Regions from separate parts of the Mus musculus genome. Here region 1 is linked to region 2. The links are chromatin contacts, called in public Micro-C maps. All regions are on one chromosome and are shown on one strand. Each heading gives the region's core, a stretch centred on a gene start, on an enhancer-like site or on the middle of the called end of the contact. The rest is flanking DNA. Distances are from core to core; before and after follow the strand shown.

What was found. A called contact is a pair of places that touch in the nucleus more often than the background predicts.
Region 1: a contact with region 2 is called in a Micro-C map of embryonic stem cells, with 6 times the contacts expected there. The contact joins the promoter of Ly6h here to the promoter of Adgrb1 in region 2. A contact is called at or near these places in 1 of 484 Hi-C or Micro-C datasets (embryonic stem cells) and 1 of 115 datasets of contacts at active chromatin or transcription factors (embryonic stem cells).

The regions. Positions count from the first base shown.
Region 1 is chr15:75,565,555-75,571,312 of GRCm38.p6, forward strand. Ly6h (lymphocyte antigen 6 complex, locus H) reads right to left here and starts at 1,628. Exons shown (of 4, transcript NM_011837.3): 1 at 1,209-1,628; 2 at 578-705; 3 at 29-145. The coding sequence starts at 1,210.
Region 2 is chr15:74,513,154-74,519,533 of GRCm38.p6, forward strand. It overlaps Adgrb1 (adhesion G protein-coupled receptor B1), which reads left to right and starts at 3,043. Exons shown (of 31, transcript NM_174991.3): 1 at 3,043-3,713.

The DNA.
Region 1 (5,758 bases), core at 378-2,877, 1.1 Mb after region 2:
CCCGCCCCCTCACCCGGTCCAGGCTTACTGCTGCTGGGGTCGGTGATCCGCACGCTGGCACAAACGGTATCGGTGGGCTGGCACTGCTTCGGAGCGCAATGGCTGGAATTGGCCAGGGTGCAGTCCTGGCACCACAGGCCATGGGCTAGGCAGGGCATGAGAGAGGGATAACCAGGGGAACCCGAGTCTGGACAGCCAGACCCTACACCCCCTCTTCCCCAACCTGCTGCAGCTATCACGGCAGAACCATGCTCACAGAAGAGTTCACTCCCACAAGACCCAGAGTGGGCCTCCAGGTTGACCCTGTGCTGTGCCTACACATCCTGCCTCCCGCATCCTCTTACTCCTACACACAGCACCCCCAAAGATAGGTAGGTTCCAAGACAGGAAAGGTCCACCCGACTTAATAGGAAGCTCGCTGAACCTCTGAGAATGAGGGACATCTGCGCAGTACTAGAAGAAAGGTGGAAAGGCGCTGGATGCCCTCGAGTGTGGGGAGAGCCCCCGGTGGCTGGAGCTGAGATCTAAGAGTGGTGCTTCCCGTGATATGACCCCTCCCCGCGGGCCCCCGACTCACCCGGCGAGGGGCAGAGAAGCAAGGCCAGCAGCGCCAGACCGAGGCTCTTCATGGCTGCAGGCAGCATGCTCCGATAGGGCCTGAAAGAGGCGCGGGGGCTGCAGGCGGGGGTCCTCTGGGGCGCAGGCCTGGAGGGGAATAGCCTCGGTCAGAGGACCCAACCCTAAACACCCTTCCCTTTTCTGGCCTGAAGATGTAACCATCCCCCAGGAATCAAAAGCGCGCGGGGGGGGGGGGGGAGGTCCAGGAGCTCGCAATGCCCCACCCCCAACCCATCACCGGGAGCATCCACCATCACAGCCTCCCCTCCAGGGAAAAGAGGTCTGCCCTCTCCGGTGAGGTGGCCACCCGAGGTCCCCGCAGCCTTCGCCCTGCACCTGCGTGGGGAGATTGTCTTCTCTCCCCAAGGAGCTGTAGGTGCGTCCGGACAGGAAAAGCGGGAGGAGGGAGCGCACCTTACCTGCCGGCGGGGGAGGGTTGCGCGCCGCGTCCCCGTCCTCGTCCCCACCCCTGGGCTGGGGGGCCGGGAACCCCGCGCCGAGTCCCCTCCCCTGGTCCCCGCGCGCGCGCCTCGGCGCTCACCGCGAATCGGGGCGTGGAGTGCGGGCCTCGGGGTGGGGGGCGCACTCACATCCCTGGGGTGTCCGCACTCCGGGCTCAGCGGCGGGCACGGCGCGGGGAGCGATGCCCTTCGGTCTCCCTGCGGACCGGAACCGGGGCGCAGCTTCGTCTTTCGGGGAACGCAGCCGCAGACGCGGACCCCGCGCGAGGGGCGGGGCGGAACCGGGGCGGGGGCCTCGCACAGCTGGGAGACGCGCGGGGTGGGGGGCGCCCAGGGCTGGAGGCCACTCAGCAGGTCGCCCTACCCGGCCTCGGCGCCTTTCGTCCGCGCGCAACGCCCCTTCTAGGTCTCCCGCTCCTGCTCCCGCCGCAGCAGCCCCCCACCCTTTTCCACCTCCCTACCCGGCGTGGGAGGATCCTCCCACTCTGCTTGGCCGAGGTCCCTTGCAGATTCTCGGAAGAGCTTTGGCTGCTAAAGGAAGCAAAATGCACAAAGACGCAGCGAAAGAGGGAAGCGGAGAGGTAGGGCTGTGGGGTTCAGACGCCCAGCCTTGGGGCTCCTCCCTCCCCAGCATCCACCTCGCATCCGATAGTTCCAGCCAATTCTACTCCTAAGAGTGCCCATGACGACGCCCACCGGCAACTCAGCCCTAGGGACTTTTGTTACCAACCACACCCACACACAGAGATGACAATCCTGGCCCCTGTGTAAGGATCACACCAGGTTCACACCTTGGGCTCCTGCTCCCCCCCTGCCCTTCCAGCTCTCTTGGGCTCAGGGTAAGCCACAGCTCCCTTCGCTCCCTTGTCACACAGGAGGAAAGGTGTTCCGTGTTCAAAACCCTAGGCCCTGGAAAAAGCAGCTAGCACACCTTGGATTCTGCCCGCCCGCCCCACCCCCACCACAGAACCTCATACCAGACAAATGACTGTCACTAATACCAAGTCCTTGCTAGATGTGACAACCTCTGCTGTCAGTCTGAGCGTATAGTCTGTTCTCTTTGATCTAAACAGCACATTATAGATGCATGTTGCCTTGGTGTCTCGGTGTTGAGTTACAGGTAAGGAGAACACTTAGCAATAGAGCCTCCTCCTGCCCAGGGTCACACAAGTCACCAGGTGATCAAACAGCGTGAGCACTTGAGTAGTTCACAAGTGCTGAGGAATAGAGGGACTAGACACTTTGAAGAAGGGATCTAGATGAAGAGAGTGCCGAGGATAAGAATTAGTTCATACACAATTCTCTGCAAAAGAAGTCCCGCACTCCACTCCATTGTGGAGCCCAGAGCCAGCCTGCCATCAGACTGGGGTGAGAGCAGCTGTGCCTGAGCCTGCACTCAGGTTGACAGGCTGAGCTATAGTATGGATTCTTGCAGAGCAGAGGCTTGGTGAGGCTTCTAGGTAAGAAGTGTTTTTAGGGGAGTAAATGGTCCTTGAACCCCTGTTCATCATGCCGCAGCTTGAAAAGGCAGGCGGCCTGACTAGATTTCCCTCAACACTAACAAACCTCCTCGAACACAAAGCCAATGTGCTTATTAAGACATGCTAGAAGAAGAAACACACAACCCCAAGCCAAACCGCAAGTTTACCTGACAGAAAGAAACTTCGCTCACATGAAAAAAGACCAATGCAGGCCTTAAAAGGACTCCCAGGAAAAGGAGGTGATCACTGAAAAAGAAATCTGGGGGGGCGGGGGGGAAGCAACAAACACCCTACATGTCACACCCTTTTATTTACATGAAATGCCCCAAAGTGTAAGAATCCAACAAAGACAGAAAGATTAGCCAAGTACAGGGAGGGAAAGGAATGACCGGCTTGGGACACGACTAATCATTTTGTAGTAATGAAATGCCCTAAAATTAGATTCTGGTGATGGATACACAACTTTATTAATACACTAAAAGTCACTGAAATGTATTCAATAAAGAATGAGTTGTGTGGTATGTGATATATTGTATCTTAATAAAGTTGATGTTTAAAAAAGAAAAACAACTTAGCACAGAGTTAAATTAGCCAGCAAATTAGACACAGATGAAGAGGGAATTTATGAGCTGGAAGACAAATTTGAAGAAATCATCAGGAAAGGCTAAGGATATAATTCAGTGGTAGGACTCCTGCCCACAAGAGATCAATGATGTAACACAAAATAAGAAGTTTAGAACCACAAAAGATTGTGTGCAGAGAGCTAAGAAAAGTCTAATTGAAATTCCAGTGATGGTGTTTAGAGACAGTCTACTTAAAATAAGTCAGAACTGGTGAAAGATAAGTGTTGGTAGAGATTCTGATGTATAATAAGCAAAATAACAAATGATGATTTACCTAAGCACAACATAGCAAAATTGCAGCCCACCAAAGACAGGAAAACCTAGAAAATAGAGAAGATAATTCTAAAGAATCTTGGGGCAGAGCAATCAAAACCAAAGAGGGTGAAATAGGATCTTTGCAGTGCTAGAGAAATGCCTAAGTCAGAATTTTATGCACCTTTGTCTAAAATTAGGAGTAAAACAAAATTTCAGATAACCAAAAGTCTAGAAAACAACTTAGTAGCAAGAAAACAAACAGCCTGACTCAAAATCAACAAAGGATCTAACTAAATATGTCTCAAAAGAAGGCATACAGGTAGTTACAGGTTTGCAGAAGAATACTAAATATCATTGGTTACCAAGGAAATGCTAATTCAGACCACAATGAAATGTAAAACGTGACATCAATTAGGAGGATGATTGCTAATTCAGACCACAATGAAATGTAAAACGTGACATCAATTAGGAGGATGATTCCCAAAAAAGCTGAAATACCACAGTGCTAGCTAGGATGTTAAGGAGGGAATGTGTGCATGATCTCATTTGAAGAGCAGAGAAAGAGTGATAAAGCCCAGGAGCTGGGCACCAAGAGACACAATTTCCCTTAGACAGAAGGATAAGTCATTAAGATCTGTTACACAGCCCAGAGCCATAGTTTATACAATGTATTTTTTTTATTACTAAGATAAAGTATTTTAAGTGTCTTCATTGAAAACCCAAGAGGTTGAAAAGCTGATTGGCTTCATTTAATTATTCTACAATGGGTTGTGTATCTAAAGGCTCCCTGATACCCAAAAACACACACACAACTATAATTAATCAACAGAACTATTTCTTTTGGTTTTATTTTCTTGTGACAGGGTCATGCCGGGTAGCCCAAGCTGACCTCTAACCCACTACCCTTCTGCCTCAGCTTCTGCAGTGATGAGGGTCCAGGTGTGTACCACAGCACTGACTATGTTTAGTTACAAAGGTTACCAGCCAAGTGCCAGTGCCCAGGTGTTGGCACTATTGGGATCTTTCTGAAAACTGTAGGAGTTGGGGATAGAGAAATGGGGACTGGGGACAGATCCTGCGGAGTTGCACTTGGCCCTTCCTGTCCCTGTGCTTCCTGTCTGTCAAGAAGTTAGAACAACCTCTACCAAATGCTCCTTCCATGATGTCCTGCCCAAAGCCTGGTGCCAAGCAACCTGAACAGACACCTCAGAGACAGTGAGCCATAGCCTATCTCCCCTTCTTTAAGCTGTCTATGGAGATATTTTATGTCGGAGCAATAAGAAAGCTAGTATACTGACTCAACATTTTTGATTGATTATTCTGTATTTGTTTGGGGGACTTGGGAGTGTTGTTTTTAAAGATAAGATCTCATGTAACTCAGTCTGGCCTTGAACTTGCTATATAGCTTATCCTGGCCTTGAATTTCTGATCCCCGAACCTCTACCTTCCAAATGCTAGGATTACAAGTACGCTGCACCACAACTTGAACAAATACATGTTTTCAGATAAAATTCAGAGAGTTTTACCACTATCCACTCTTCCCTAGATAAACATTTAAAGAAGATACTTCAAGAAGGAGGAGGGTGATGAAGGGAGGCCCGAATACAGGATTGAGCAGAAAACTGGCTTACAAGAAGGGAAATCTAAGTCGCCGTATGCCAACAAAGGCATCTGCCATGAGGCTTCCAGACAGCTGGAGGCCCAGGCAGCAGCATTGCCAGTCAGGAGGGTGCTCTAGGATAGGGGATCCAAAACCCCTGCATTGCTAAGAAGCAGCTAAGTGATAAACTTTAGACTCCTTGAGATGCTCAAGATGCAGAGGAAGGTTTCCAGGGCAACCAGCAGCAGCTCTCAATGAAGGGACCACATGTGGGGCAGGCAACATGTACAAAGATTGGAAGTGGAAAGACACCAAGGATTCAGGGCAGGAAGGAAGGCAGGGAGGGGTGGGGTGAGGTGGGCAGACAGAGAACCTGGGAATCAATCTACAGGGAGATGAGATAGGGACAGACCAAATATCAGAACCCTCCTGGGAACTGTAGTGTACCACCTTAGCTGTGAGAAAATCCCTGTTGGAGAGTATATAACTAATGTTATGTGACATTTGGCTGGCCCATGGTACTCAGATGGTAGGTCAAACATGATTCTGGATGTGTCTGTTAGGGCATTTTTGAATGAGATTACCATTGAGCCAGCAAAAGGGAGAAAGAGCGTCTCTTTTCTCTTTTTCCATTTTATTCCTAGGGCCTCACTGTGTTGCCCAGGCTAGTCTCAAGTCACTATGTAACCCAGATGAGTGCCCCAGGACTCAGCCAAGTTA
Region 2 (6,380 bases), core at 1,793-4,292:
CTTGGCTGCCATTAGCCCTGGATGGCCTCAAGGCATAGAACCTGGAAGGTCTATCACCATCTTTCTCTGGACCCAGGCATGAACAGAGTCCCTTGAGCAGCGAGACCAAGGAGGTTGCAAAATATGGCTTGGCTGATGGCTGGGCTGAGGCAGAGGTATCTGTGAAACACCGGGGGCCACATAAGGAGGCCAATGAGGCTTCCTAGGAGAGTCTCAGAATTCAGAGCCTCGTTGACGAGGGAGCTAAGGCAAACCTGCTCTTAGCATCAGTTCCTCCAACATTCCATCTTGGCATTTTCACAGTGCAGTGGTATTAGAGGGGAGCTAGGTGAGAGTTAGGGTATTGGTGGAGGGCGGGGCGGAGCTGGCGGAGGGGAGGGCCTTGCATCTGCTGAGTTTTAGAATGGAAGCACTCTGCCCTAACTGCAAAGCTTACTGGAGGTGTTATTATTGCTCCAGTGCATAATGAGATCATTATAGAATCATGGCTCAGGCCGACTAGCGTCAGAGTTTAGGTTGGAGTAGAGTTTCTGGTTGGTGAGTTCAATGTCATGGCTGAGTTTAACTGTGGCCATATTCTGTTTTCTGACGCTAAGAAGGCACCAAGCTAAGAGTCTCATTCTCTCTGGTTTTATGAGACTCGTGGTTGGGATCCAGCCACTTGGGGCTTGCTCAGTAGATCACTCAAGGCTTCTCAGCAAGGACCGTATACTTGAAAGGAAACAGATTTGGGTATAGAATGGTGCCTGGTGGATCTAGGCTAGTGTGGGTATTGGGAGAAAAGCTACTGGCTGTAAACTACAGCTATTGGTGGCAAACACCCTGGCTTAAAGTTGTAGGATCCTGAAACAATTTGGCTGGAGGAATTGTTTCAAGTTACTTGTGTCTGGTGGAGGGGGCTCACAGGGGGACCAGGACAACTGAGGCTGTGGTTGACTTGGCATGTGGCTGCTTCAGGGTGGCATTCCCTGCCTCTGACATTGCTCTCGTCTGCAAAGATAGAAGGGGATCCCATTGAGGTCTTACCTTGCACCGTCTGGACTCTGAATCAGAAACTTGGGTGAGGGAAAATTGCAGAGAGCAGCAGTCAGAGGGGCAAGAATGAGTTCCCACACAGGGAGAGGAACGGTTAGCCCCTTATCCTCAGAAGGATATCCCCTTTTTGCCCTGATATCCCAGGCCAAGCAGGTCTCAGCCTTGCCCCAAGAGCCTCCAGGTCAGATCCCCAGATCCCTGCCAGGGATTTCTGCTGTCTTCTCTTATCAGCAAGAAACAAGTGTGGAAAGTGCTTGGATCCTGACTCAGCCTCGCTGCTGCTCAGCTGTCTCTTGGCCTGATATCAGAGGCCCCCTGGTGACCACAGGCTGTTACTGCAGCTAAAAAAGGCCAAAGCAGGGCTAACTAAACTCCAGGGGCTGGAAGATTCAGAGGCCCAGCAGGAGCAGATGAGGGTCGTGAGAGGTCTCCTGGGAGGTATGCCGCCTCCTTTCTGGGATTTCAAATACCTTGGGAAGAATGGCATTTCTCAAGAAGCCTAAGTGAACAGGGTACTGACGAATAGGATGGTCTGGGCTTTAGTGTGGTCCTGCTCTCGGTCCCTCAGGACACCCTTGCAAGGTGAGGCCTTGCAGGAGTAACTGGTATGCAGAGTACCACGTTCAGTGCCTGGGTATCTAATTGGCTTGAGGTGCTTCCCAACACACACACACACACACACACACACACACACACACACACAGAGAGAGAGAGAGAGAGAGAGAGAGGTGTAGGTTGACTGTGATGTTGATGGAACTGATAAGATGTTTTAGTGGGAGTTACAGGACAGCAGTGTGGGTCCTGACACCTGGCAGGGAGAGTGCTGACAGTGGCTGTGAGTTTGTATTGTTGTTGACAGTGGCCTCCGAAGAGAGATGCAAACATCCGGACCCCATGTGTCCTTGGGTAGCAATGGTACTGCCACTGGTCTGCTAAAGTGTGCAAAGTAGTGGGCCCTGTACAAAAGGTTTTGAGTTCAGGGCAAATCACAAATTGTGAAACAGGAGCAAGGGGTCTGATGCAGAAGCATCTTGGTGGAAAAGAACACAAGGCAACTTTTCTGAGGCCAGGGTTTCCAGGACTCTTGTTGTCAGCCTAGACCTAGAGTGTCAAATCTTTTGACATTGAAACATGGCATTGTGGCCTACATATGTGTTGGGTCACATCCATTGTTGTCCTGGGATGTATGGGTGAACATACCTTATAGAGAGAGGCACCCCTTTGGGTCCCTAACAGAGGAGGAACCAGGGATCTTATGATGGAAGACAAAGCAACTGAGGTCTCTCTCCACCCATGGATGGAAACTGGCAGGCAGGGACACTTTAAAACCCACCCCCCTTTGACTCTGTCCCTGGCGGGCTCCCCTCCTCTCAGCATCACAGGACAGAAAGTCTAGACCGGTCAGGCCCAAATGAAGTGGTTCAGTGCCCCACCCCTGCTCTCCCTGGAAGGGCCCCAGTCCCTGCCTCTGACTCCATCTCTTTACCCATCACTCATCCAACCCACCCACCCACTCATCCACCTATGCATGCATCATCCTTCCATCTGCGTGGCCCACCCATCTATGTAGCCCTCCCCATGGTGCCACCCACCAAATCCACTTTCTTCCAGTCCTGCTCACCCTCACCCGCCTCCGCAATTCCACCGACCCTGACCCTGATGGCTACCTGTCCATCCATCAACCCTCCCGACAGCCTCTACCTACATTCACCTGCCTCCACCACCCACACACCTATTGGTCTGTGCACAGCCCTTAACTCCTCTTCTCCAACCATCCGTTTGTTGGTCCACCACTTGTCACCCAGATGCAGCCACTCCCCTGCTCCTGGAGGAGAGCACAGTCCCAACTCTTGGCTTTCCTGCTGCGTGGGGCAGGAGTCGGCTGTCTTAGGTGCGCTCGCCTGAGCGTCGCACTCCTTCTCCGTGATCCCGCTCCCCTCCTCCCAACCCGCCCCCCGCTCGCGCTCCCCCTCTAATGTGTGATCTGGAAGCTCTATAAAGCCTGATGTAATCCGTAATGCAGTCTCTGGCTCCCGATTCGGGATCCAGTTTCAGAGAGCGAGAGATTGGGGAGCGCCGGCAGCCGGGCGGGGGAGCAGCTTGCCTCTCTCCTCCTCCTTCTCCGCGTCCTCGGCCTCCTCCTCCTTCTGCCCGCGCCGCCCCGCCCCCGGCTCCGCTCCGCTCCCCCCCCCCCGCCCCCAGGAAGGGAAAAAAGGCGAGAAGAGCCGGGCAGGCGAGAGGACCGGAGCGGCGGCGCGGCCGGAGAGGGAGCGGCGGGCGCAGGCGGTGGTGGCGGCGGCGGCGGCGGGCGCGGCGTTGGCGGCGGCCCCGGCAGAGCGAGCTGAGCGGGCGAGCCGGCGGCACAGGCGTCCGCGCCGCGTCCTGGCCAGCCTCCGGGCCCGCGCGCCCAGCACAGCCCGCAGCCAGGGCATCCGGACCCTTCTGGCGCCCGGGGGGCTCCGCCAGGCAGGGGGTGGGGAGGAGCCTGAGAGCGCCCGCGGGTGCGCTCTTGGGAACGTCTCGGCGGGGCCCAAAGCGAGTCGGGGGCGGCAGCGACAGTAGCCCCAGCTCGGATCGGGCGCGCGGCTCGGCCGCTGGCGACGCGGTGCGCTCCGGGGGCTTTGCAAGTCGCTGGATCAAGTCCTTGCTCGCCCGTGGGGCCTCTGCTGCTGGGGAAGGTAAGAACGGCTCCGAAGGGGGTGGGGGCGCGGCGAAAGGGGGCGTCTCGCTCTGGGAGGGGGTCGGAGGAGGGATGGCCTCCCGGACTTCCTAACTTCGCCGTTTGGAGCTTCGCAGCTCTCAGGATTAGGCTTGGAGCTCGGGAGTTTGAAAGCCCCCCCCCAAGCCCCATTTCCCCAGCCCCCTTCCTCTTCTAGCGGCGGCAATGGAATCTGGCAGGTCCCTGCGATCCCGCATTGGGCGGGCTGAGGAGGGGGCGCCCTGGACGTGGGAGAGGCTTCTTGGTGCTCCTCACCTCCCCCTCATCCTTACCAGGCAGAGCCGGGCCAACCTGGCAGGCTCAGTCAGAGAAGCACCCCCTGCTCTATTACCCCCACAGACCCAGGGCGCGCTGGGGAAGGCGTTCCCGTGGTGTTCCGACACAGAGATGCTAGCAGGGGTCTGAGGGAGCCCCACCTGGCTCCCTATGCTGGCCCAAGGAGGCTCGCGAGAGACAACCCGGTGTGTCCCCCATTCCCTGATCTTACCCAGAGCCCGTTACATATATTATAGGGCCCGGCTGCATCTCATCCCCACCCCCAGCACAGAGCTGGAGGCGGGCAGAAAAGCCCCCAGACTTCCCGTCACAGCTCTCACCTACAGACCCGACAATGGCAGAGGAGACCCCCGGAGGCTTATCTCCAAATTCGGAAAAAAGGGCTGTCCTCGCGCCCCCACCATCACAACTGACACGCGCATACGCCCTAGCTCATTCCTTCCCGGTGTTCTTTCCTGTTCGGTTGGACAGGCGGCGCAGATAGGCTGCCCTGAACTTTGGGTCGGCCCGCTGCCCTCTCCGACCGAAGCAGCGGAGCTGGGCACCGAGCACTCCCGGTTGCGTTTCTCCAGTGGGCAGAGGCCACCAGCCTCCGCTGCCGCTGCGCTCTTTCGGAGCTGCGTGCCGTTGCCTCTAGGAATGAGCATGGCCCCCGCCCCCTCCTGAAATTCTGAGGGCTCGGGATCCGGCCCGGAGCCCTTTGCTCTGGTCCTCTGTGCAGCCTAAGCAGAACAGAAATTATCCCTGCCCCCGGGGAGGTGGGCAGCTGAATGGAGAATCGCAGCGAAGCTAGGTGGCTTGAGGGTTGGTCGGAGGCTGCGGCTCTGTGCTTGGGTCCCTCCGCCTGGCCGCGGTGGCTCCTGCTTGGTCACTCCCAGGCAGCCCAGAGGGCTGCACCAGCCTGGCACCCTCTCGGGCCTGTTGGGCACCCTTGCCCTTTCCACTTTTATTTTGGGCTTCCAAGTTTCTCTCGGAGCGCGCGGACTGGGCTAAGACTAGCCCAGCCCTAGTCCACTCCTTCCGCGCCCCTTCCCTCCCTGAAGTCCCCAGTACGTTCCTCTCCCCTGGGTCTGGGGCGCAGATTCCTTAGCGGCAACTCGGAGGGAGTTGAAAGGCATGAAGACGCGTGGGTGGGCACGGGGCGCGCACTCCCGCCCCAGAGGAGCCGCTCGGCATACGTGTTGAGGAGGGGGTTGGGAGGTCTGCGCGTCTGCACCCTGGGGGCCCAAGGAGACCCTCTGTGCTCTGGAGCCATAAACACGCCCCTGGTGGGAGCTACTGCAGGGACAGAAACAGCAGGCAGAGGCGTGGGGAGAGAGGCTGGGGTCCTTTTTCTTTATCTGATAGGCGGTATCCCGTATTTGGGATCGGAGAAAGCGAATGTAACATCTCCCAGAACCTTCGAGTCTTCCATTTCTCTGAGACCCTTGCAGCAGCCGCAGCAGCAAGGGAGGTCGAGGAGGTAGCTGCTCCTTTCTCAACCGCGGGTGGCCTCAAAACTCTGCTCTCGGACGCCGCCGGGGTGCCGTAGGGTCTGGCTTTGAGTACCCAAGCAAGGTCAAGCAAGCGAAGGAGGGGGCAGGGGCTCCTGGGCGCGTCCCCGCGCGCGCAAATTTGGGGCCTTGGAAGGGGGTGTAGGTTGCCCGCCGAGTCAGTCCCGCAAGCCTGCCTGCGGGCTCCGGGTCCCGAGAGGTGGACACGGCGCGAGTTCGGAGATCCCCGAGCGCCTAGCGCCCGGCACGGGGCCCTACGCCCTCCCTCTCCCCTTGATCGCAGCTGTTCGGCACTGCCTTCAGACTTGTTGCGCCTCAATCGGGGGACTGGAAACCGGCGGGGTAGCTCCATAGCCCATGAGGCCAGAGCAAAGCCCCCAAGGCCAAGGGATGTGCCAGGGCCCGCGGACACGCGATGCGCCGGGAGAGCGACCAGGGAGTTTGCTGCCTCGGGTCGGGAGAGAAGGACGCTTGTCCCTGCCTCGATCCTGCGCGGGGGCGGAGAGGAGGCGATTTTGTCGCCTTCGGCTTCATACCGCACTCCTATGGACCTTGAGCCATGGAGGGGCTGCCGCCAACTTGCTGAGCCCTCCGAGACCCCTTCCTTTGCTCAAAGGCTCTTGGGCCTCGGTAGCTGAGACCGCGAAATGGGAACGCGCTTTATGCTCTTGGAACGTTTGCAGCCCCGACCCCTCGCGCTCATCTGGAGAACCGACGTTCCGGGTCCGCAATGTGCTGGGTCTGCGGCGTCCAGGCCGGCTGGATTCCGAGGCGGCTCTGCGCCTGCGGACACAGCGGTTAGGCCAGGGAGCAGCGGGCCCCAGGCAGGGCCCGGCGAGCGGCAGGGGCCTGGGCAG